2 separate regions of the Zea mays genome follow, and region 1 is linked to region 2. A link is a contact called in public Hi-C data. All regions are on one chromosome and are shown on one strand. The core of a region is the stretch at or near the end of the contact, and the rest is flanking DNA. Distances in the headings are between cores, read along the strand shown.

Region 1 (3,976 bases), core at 1,247-3,746, 210 kb before region 2:
GGAAAAAAATCACACTCCTGCGGGGACGGGAGTCTTGTACCTAAAGGGAAGGAGAGGTAGATGCCCCCACTCAGAGGAGGCTTCAGTCGAAGGGGCCGGGGGGACTTCCTGTGCGGCTGTGTCCCTACGCCAGACGTGTGTGCGGCCACCGGTGGTGGAGCGAGGCGGACGGGGATGGCAGCTGCAGGAAACAAAGGAATCAGGAAACCCTAATTTGGGCTTCTAGGCTTGTATTGCCCATTCTGCCATCTCGGCATGACATGCTCCATGGGCCGAGGCAACAAGGTCAGGTCCACTAGCTGGGCCTTCAGTTGACACGTCCATAACGAATGACCACACGTGCACGCCGTACGCGTCAATCCCGTATTCCCTGGGACGGACCTCTGCCGGCCGTTCAACACTTGTCGTGGATGAAAACGGTTTTTGAGACCGAGCGAGCGAGCGAGCAGTGCGCGGCAGCAGCGACACCCGGCTGCGCGCCAAGTACGACGCCGCTGTCTGTCTACATCATCCGCCGCGCCTACGCCTTGTACTCATATGTACGCCGCCCCGAGCCATACAGTACGCTTATTATTTATTTTATGTTCATGATGGTTGGAATCGAATCGACAGGTGCTGCTGCATTTGCTTCGGGCAGGCTACTACCTCCACAGAACAAGTTCAGGGCGCGTAGACAGCACGTCCATCCAAACCGTTAAAAACTTGCCCGTGTTGTGCAGTGCAGTTACGTCTTGCCACTGGAAACGGCGATCCCAACACGGTGACTCCCTTAAATTGATGATCCTGTTTTAATCCATTTTGTTGTCATTCTACACCTCTTATGGTTTATTCCATTTTGCAACAAATTGAGGGTTCATGATGGTAATTACGGTGCGACATTGTTGTAGGTCGGTCAACAAGAGTTCTCCCCTAGTTCGCCAGGCTGGCCCTACTACTGCATCCTCTATGATCAAGGATTCAAGGGTACGTTCTTTTCAGTGTATGTTCAAAATCTCTTAGCGAGCATCATCGTGCATCTAATTAGTTATGGTTGCTCCGCCTTCAGGTACACTTCTTTTGGCAACATACATAACACTGTTCCAAACAAGCTTCTGCGTGATGGCTCGGACGGGTACAGACCGACATACACGCTGTCAGATGGGAGCCTTGAAAGGGCTCGTAGAGCAGAGAAGGCTGTGAAGAAATATGATCCGCTTAACTAGTATGGTGTGCGCGCTCTACGCGTGTCTAATGTAACAGTGACAATATGCTGAATATACAGTACTCCCTCAGTGCCAAAATAAATTTTGTTTTGCTTTTGTATATGATTCATACAATACTTAGTGTATGTGTTCCATGACTATATGTGTGTCTAGATTTATCATCATTTAATTAAATATAGACATAAAAATCTAGAGGTAAATCGAATACAGTTTTGAAACGGAGGGAGTACAAATTAAAGATAGAGGTGAAAATTGTGCAAAGATTAGAACACGAGTGTGGCAGGTTCAGGATTTAAATGATGGGTATTCAAAATTGGTAAGTGGGTAAATTTTTTTGGTATACATAATACCATATAAAGTCTAACTATTTGGTATGTATAATATCACAATATATTATATATTTACATAACAACAATTTCATAGCAAACACATGATATATATCAAGCAAAATTTGGTCTTAGATGAGCATAAAATTGTTCAATACTAGTGAGTAGTGATAAGCACCAATATTTAAACTATATAAAGGATAGTAAATATCTAGATTATAAGAAAGTTATAGTACAATACAAGTTTTGGATCCTTCATATTTTAAAAAAAACGAACGATATGTCTTTATCCTTGGCTTGTAAAAAGAATTTCATTTCAATAAATGTAACCAAACAACCATTCAAGAATCCTTGCCCCCATTTTTTCGTAATAATAATTATTTTTCCGCAACAAAGAAAACAACAACTCATGAACTGTAAATAGTAAATAGGAGTACCATACAGTTCGACTTTGATGAACTGTACATATACAATATACTGCTATTTGTGAAGCGATATAATGGTATTCCTGATTGATGTATTAATCTATCTATCAATTAGAGAATTAAAAAATCATCAGTTCATCGCATTTAAATTGTTGAAGGCTTAAAGCAACGAAGCTACCTGTAGGAGAGACCTGTAGTCTGCGCCTCTGCGGATCGGTGGATGTGGATCGAACTTCAGACTTTGGGGTTGGCCACGCGCGAATGCGGCGCTTGGACTGTTGGAAGGCGAGGCGCGAGCCCGGGGGCGTCCGACTCCGGCTAGGCCGTCGGACGGTGGGTGGCGGCGCCGGCGTCACGCGTCGAGCCGGCGAGGGCCGATCGTCGAGGGCGAGGCCGCGAGGGGTCGGCCGACGGCGGGGGCGGGACACTGTCGGCGGCGAGGGCACGCCAGCGCCGCGCGTGTGGCGAGTGCTAGCAGGTGGCGGCAGCCGGTTCCGGGCTTGGCGGCGGTTGACTGTAGGGCTAGGCGGCAGTGGAGATAGGAGAAAGCAAGCTAGTAGTGTCTCTGTGCGAGAGAGATTGCCAGATTGGTGGGCTTACTGGGCTGCTGGGCTATGGTAATCTGATGGGCTGCATGGATGACGGCTCGTCAACATGTATTTTTATTTTATTTATTTATTTATTATTATTATTATATTGATTATATGTATTTATTTTCCCCTAAAATCTTGGGTATTCATTTGAATACCCATATATCATGGTGGGCCCACCCAGAGTGTTGCCCCCATGTAGAGCCAACAATGTAGTTAATATAAATTTACATATATGATAGTTTTGGCTAATATTTAGTTTATGCCAACGTCTTCTATGTTGCAAAAGGCAGAGTTTAGAACTTAGCACAACCAGTAGATATTTACATAGGTGGCATGTTCAGATAATGAAGAATTGTATGTACCATCTAGCTTATCTCAATGTTCCATCTACACCAAAATGCTAGCTGCGATCAAGTGGGATTAGATCTACAGTTACTCGTGGCATTCAACATACTACAAAATGGTATATTTGGTGAGTTGTAAGTAGGTAAGGTGGTGTGTAGCTCCTAGTAGGTCTCTGTGTCGCTTCTCTGTTAAACACTGTCATTGATACGTAGGGCATCGTGTTTTAGCCTGATGGAAAGCATATAATCAAAAATGTCTGCGGCGTAGATATGTTATGTACTCATTCTATCCCAAATTAAAATTAATTTTAGATACTTAATGGATTCATGCAATGTTTGATGTATTTGTTATATATATATATATATATATATATATATATATATATATATATATATATATATATTAGTTAAGTGCCCGTGCGTTGCGACGACACACAAATTATTGAGAGATCTATTGCTGCTCGTCCGTGTCAATGAGCTGCTCGTCTGTATCAATGACGGGCTATCATTGGTGGCTCACGTCTTGTGAAATGTAATAGACGTGTCCATCTTGCGAAACACGATGCAGATCTTCTTGCGTGGACAACAGAAATAACATTAAAAACCACAAGATTGATTAAGCTAAAGTAAACATTCAATATCCACAAACGCCTTAGTCATTTGTCGTGAAAATTCACGCAAGTACTGTAGTGCAATGTATTTGAATACGCAAACACTCCCTAGTAAGATGCCCGTGCTAACGATACGACAAATCAAATCTTACATATAGTTTATCATCCATGGACCACAAGATAAAATAGTATAAATAATAGGAAAAAATACACCAATGTGAGCCCAAGCAAATATAGGAAAGAGCTGACCAACCAGAACTACTCATCCTTCATTCCATCCGTACACAAAATCCAACAATAAAATTGGTGTGAATTATATGCAAGATACAGACCGAAACTTTAACTATTTATTTAAGTAAAACTAACTACAATAGGCTAAGTATATGTCGGTGCTGCCCAAGCTCTCCGGCTCCAAAGCCTCTAAAGCTTTGGATGCACGAGCTCATGCATCATATATGTGAGAAGCATTTGTCAT
Region 2 (3,563 bases), core at 935-3,434:
AAGACATACCACTGAATATTAGCAAAACACCATTCATGACTCAACGCTAGGCTAGCATTTTTACCACGACATGGCCGTGCCGGTCCGTTAGCACCAAAAAAAAACACATATCACATATCAAGAAGTCAAACTTTTCTAAATTTGACCATATATATAATACTTATGATTTGTAATACATGTCATTAGATTAGTTATCATATATGTTTTTTCACTAAGCTTATTGAGTGATTTTGTCAGCGTGGAAAGACATGCCACCAATATTAGCAAAACGCCCTTCATGACTCAACGCTAAGCTAGCATTTTTACCACGACACGCTTGGACTGGTTCTTTAGCACTGCATGCCCATCGTGTCCCATTCGAATAAATGGTGAAAATGGCCAAAAAAATGGGGCGGCACATAGGGGGCTCAAACCGTGGTAGAGAACGGAAGCTATCCTCTACTAACCAGTGCATACCATATTTATTTATGCTATATTAAAATATATGTTATAAATATACATACACTAATAATTTTAAATTTTAAAATATAATCATACCAGACACTGCATGTCGGCCCAAGTCTTATGCTAGGCCAGCACAAACTCATTTTCTATCGTGTCCTAGACCGACCCACTAGACACGATCCACACCACTATCCACATGTATTCCTATCCGACGATATATTTTAGAGACAAATTTACCTAATTGGTGATCTTATCCATGTGGTAGAGGTGCCAATAAAAAGTCACCAAAATTACACGTGCGAAAAACCTTCTCTGGGCTAGTTGTTTGGCTGGGCATTCAGGTTTACTCGAAATTTCGGGTTGGGCTTTTCGGGTTTTTTATATTTCGGGTTTCAAACAGCTAAACCCAAACCCGTATCCAAACCTTCGAGTACCCGTAATTTCGGGAATGGGTTCGGGTAATAGTAAATTACCCGATTTTACCAACCATGCATCGAACAATATATACAAAATTCCAGTTCCAATCACTCACACCAGTCACTCGACTCACACATAGCAGAGAGCACACACATCTAGTCTAGTCGTCCACAGTTCACACAACACAACACAACACAGCACTACAGGCCTACGACAATACACATTCCAACAGTACACAACCACACAACACAGTAGCAGGACTAGCAGCACAGTACGCATTCTAGCTTGCAGCAGCACACGATACAGGTAGCAGCACACGACGGTACGACACAATGGCTCACTGGCTAGGGTTAGGGTCTCGGGTGTGGGCGTCTGTCTGTTGTCTCACTGTTCGGGCGAGTGGGCGTGGACGACTTGGCTAGTTAGCTAGGCCGTGGGGCATGGCGTACTGGCGTGGGGTACTAGGGTGTGGGCACTGGGCCACTAGCCACTAGGCGCAACACGCTGGCAGGCTGGCGACCTGCTACTATAGCTAGTGCGCACACGAGGCTATGATATTTCGGGTTAAATGAGTAATTCGGGATCTACACGCTATTACCTGATTAGGCCCAAGCTAAATTCAGGTTTTTTGTTTTAATATCCGTTGGAACTATTTGGGTACTGGGCTTCAGGCTAAACAGGTATGGGTTCAGGTATTTTGGATTTTAGGCTTCGGACTCAGGTTTTATGTCCACATCTAGCTAGTGGGGCCTTGTTGCCAAACTACAAACTAAAACTTAAGGGCCTGTTTGGTTCGTGGCTAACTGTGCCACACTTTGCCTAAGGTTAGTCGTTCAAATTGAAGAACTAACCTTATGCAGAAAAGTTAGGCAAAGTGTGGCAAGTTAGACACTAAACCAAACAGGCCCTAAGTCTGTTTAGTTCGTCTTGCTCCGAGATCTAATTACAGTGCAAAGACAATTATATTATTTTACGTTTGGTTTTCATATGCTACAAATCCGTGCTTGTTACCTATTCCATTAAGATCACGGTGGTATCCATTCATGTAGTCCTAACCAAACAACACCTTATAAATTGACGCAGGGTCCGAAATGAAAAAGGCGCAACCAAACAACGTTAAGAAGGGAAGATAAGAGGATTTCAAATTCAAAAAAGAGAGCGTCTGCGCCTCCGCACGCACGGACACCGGGACACGGGCGGTTCATTGCTTCAAATCGTTGCCTGACCCAGGCAAAAATCTCAGACGTTGGATTTCGGTTGCCTGATCACTTGGCATCCAAACAGGCCCTACTAGCCGAGCGAGCGGCCGTCTCAAAAATCCCGCCCACTCTCTCTCTCTCTCACCAGGCACCCCCATTCCCTCCCCGTCTTCCTCCCCCATTTCTACCACGGCCTCGGCATCCCAAGTCTCAAACGTCAAACCCTTACCTCATCAGCGACGAGAGGGGAGCCCCGCCTCCGCCTCCTGCTTCTCTACTATGAACAACTTCCATGTCTACGAGGCCATCGGCCGCGGCAAGCACTCGGTAACTCTCCTCACTTCCTTTCCCCCGCCCCGTATGGTTTCAGTTCCGCTTTTCCCTCTCTCCGCCCTGGATCCGTTGTGTTTTTCCTCTCGGTAACTCGGGGCGGTCTGGGTTCCAGCCCGAGCGATTTGTGTTTTTTTCTCTGGTTTGTTGTTTGATTTGATGCTGGTGGTTGTGTGGAGCGAAGACGGTGTATAAGGGGCGGAAGAAGAAGACCATCGAGTACTTCGCTGTTAAGAGCGTCGACAAGTTGCAGAGCTCCAAGGTCCTCAACGAGGTGAGCCCTCTCCTTCCCCGCGTGCATCTTGAATCACCGTGACTGAGTCGCTACACCTTTGGTTTCTGTGGTCGTAGGCTGTTAATTTTTCTCCAGGACTTGATGTATCCTATTCAGCTACAAGGATCGGTTAGGTGTTGCTGTCTATGCAGAACTATATATTTGGCAGGGCCTGCCAAATCTTAAATCTCTGACAGTTAGGCTTGCTGATTTTATATTTCCAGTGGCTAATTACTGATAAGATGCCCACAGGAGACATGTTACAATAATACAGTCTGCATTTGCTTATGATGATGCTGTGTTATGATTTTAGATTGAGAACTCATTTCTGTGACCATGATTATACAACTATTGGCATGCGTGTACTTGTTTAGTTGTCTAGTTCTGTTCTTTCATACTAATTTTGCTTCTGAACTTATCTATACAGGTTCGGATGCTCCATTCCTTAGACCATGCCAATGTCCTGAAATTTTACTCTTGGTAAGGTTATTGGGTGTTTGAGTTGTCCTATAGATTCAGCTTGGCTGATTTTGCAATGTGATAACGATTTCTAGTTTCATAATAGGTTGATGCCCTTTTTCCTTTATGGCTCTATAAGAGTATGTGACCAGCCCAGTACATAGCATACTTATGTTGTACTTTTCTTCCCCAGGTATGAGACAACCGTACATTTCTGGTTAGTGTTGGAGTATTGCGTTGGTGGAGACCTGAAGGGCTTGCTTGAACAGGTTTCTTGCTTGTCAATTTAGTTACTGCATGCAATTTTCTCTAGCTCTAAAACGATATACAGTACATGCCATGTCTTTATGTGGTTGATAAATTGTAACCAGTCTGTTTAAGTTAGCAAGTACTGACCATATACATCAATGCAAAAAAATACAACATTATTGGTTTGCACT

What was found. Hi-C and Micro-C count contacts between places; a contact is called where the count stands out from the background.
Region 1: a Hi-C map of tassel shows a contact between it and region 2, with 2.8 times the contacts expected there. The contact joins the promoter of LOC100277277 here to the promoter of LOC100304334 in region 2. A contact is called at or near these places in 4 of 25 Hi-C or Micro-C datasets (ear, leaf and tassel).

Annotation. Positions count from the first base shown.
Region 1 is chr3:37,580,505-37,584,480 of Zm-B73-REFERENCE-NAM-5.0, reverse strand. It overlaps LOC100277277 (Mediator-associated protein 2), which reads right to left and starts at 2,496. Exons shown (of 6, transcript NM_001407190.1): 1 at 2,132-2,496.
Region 2 is chr3:37,374,735-37,378,297 of Zm-B73-REFERENCE-NAM-5.0, reverse strand. It overlaps LOC100304334, which reads left to right and starts at 2,184. Exons shown (of 10, transcript NM_001356615.1): 1 at 2,184-2,387; 2 at 2,575-2,664; 3 at 3,092-3,144; 4 at 3,317-3,392. The coding sequence starts at 2,340.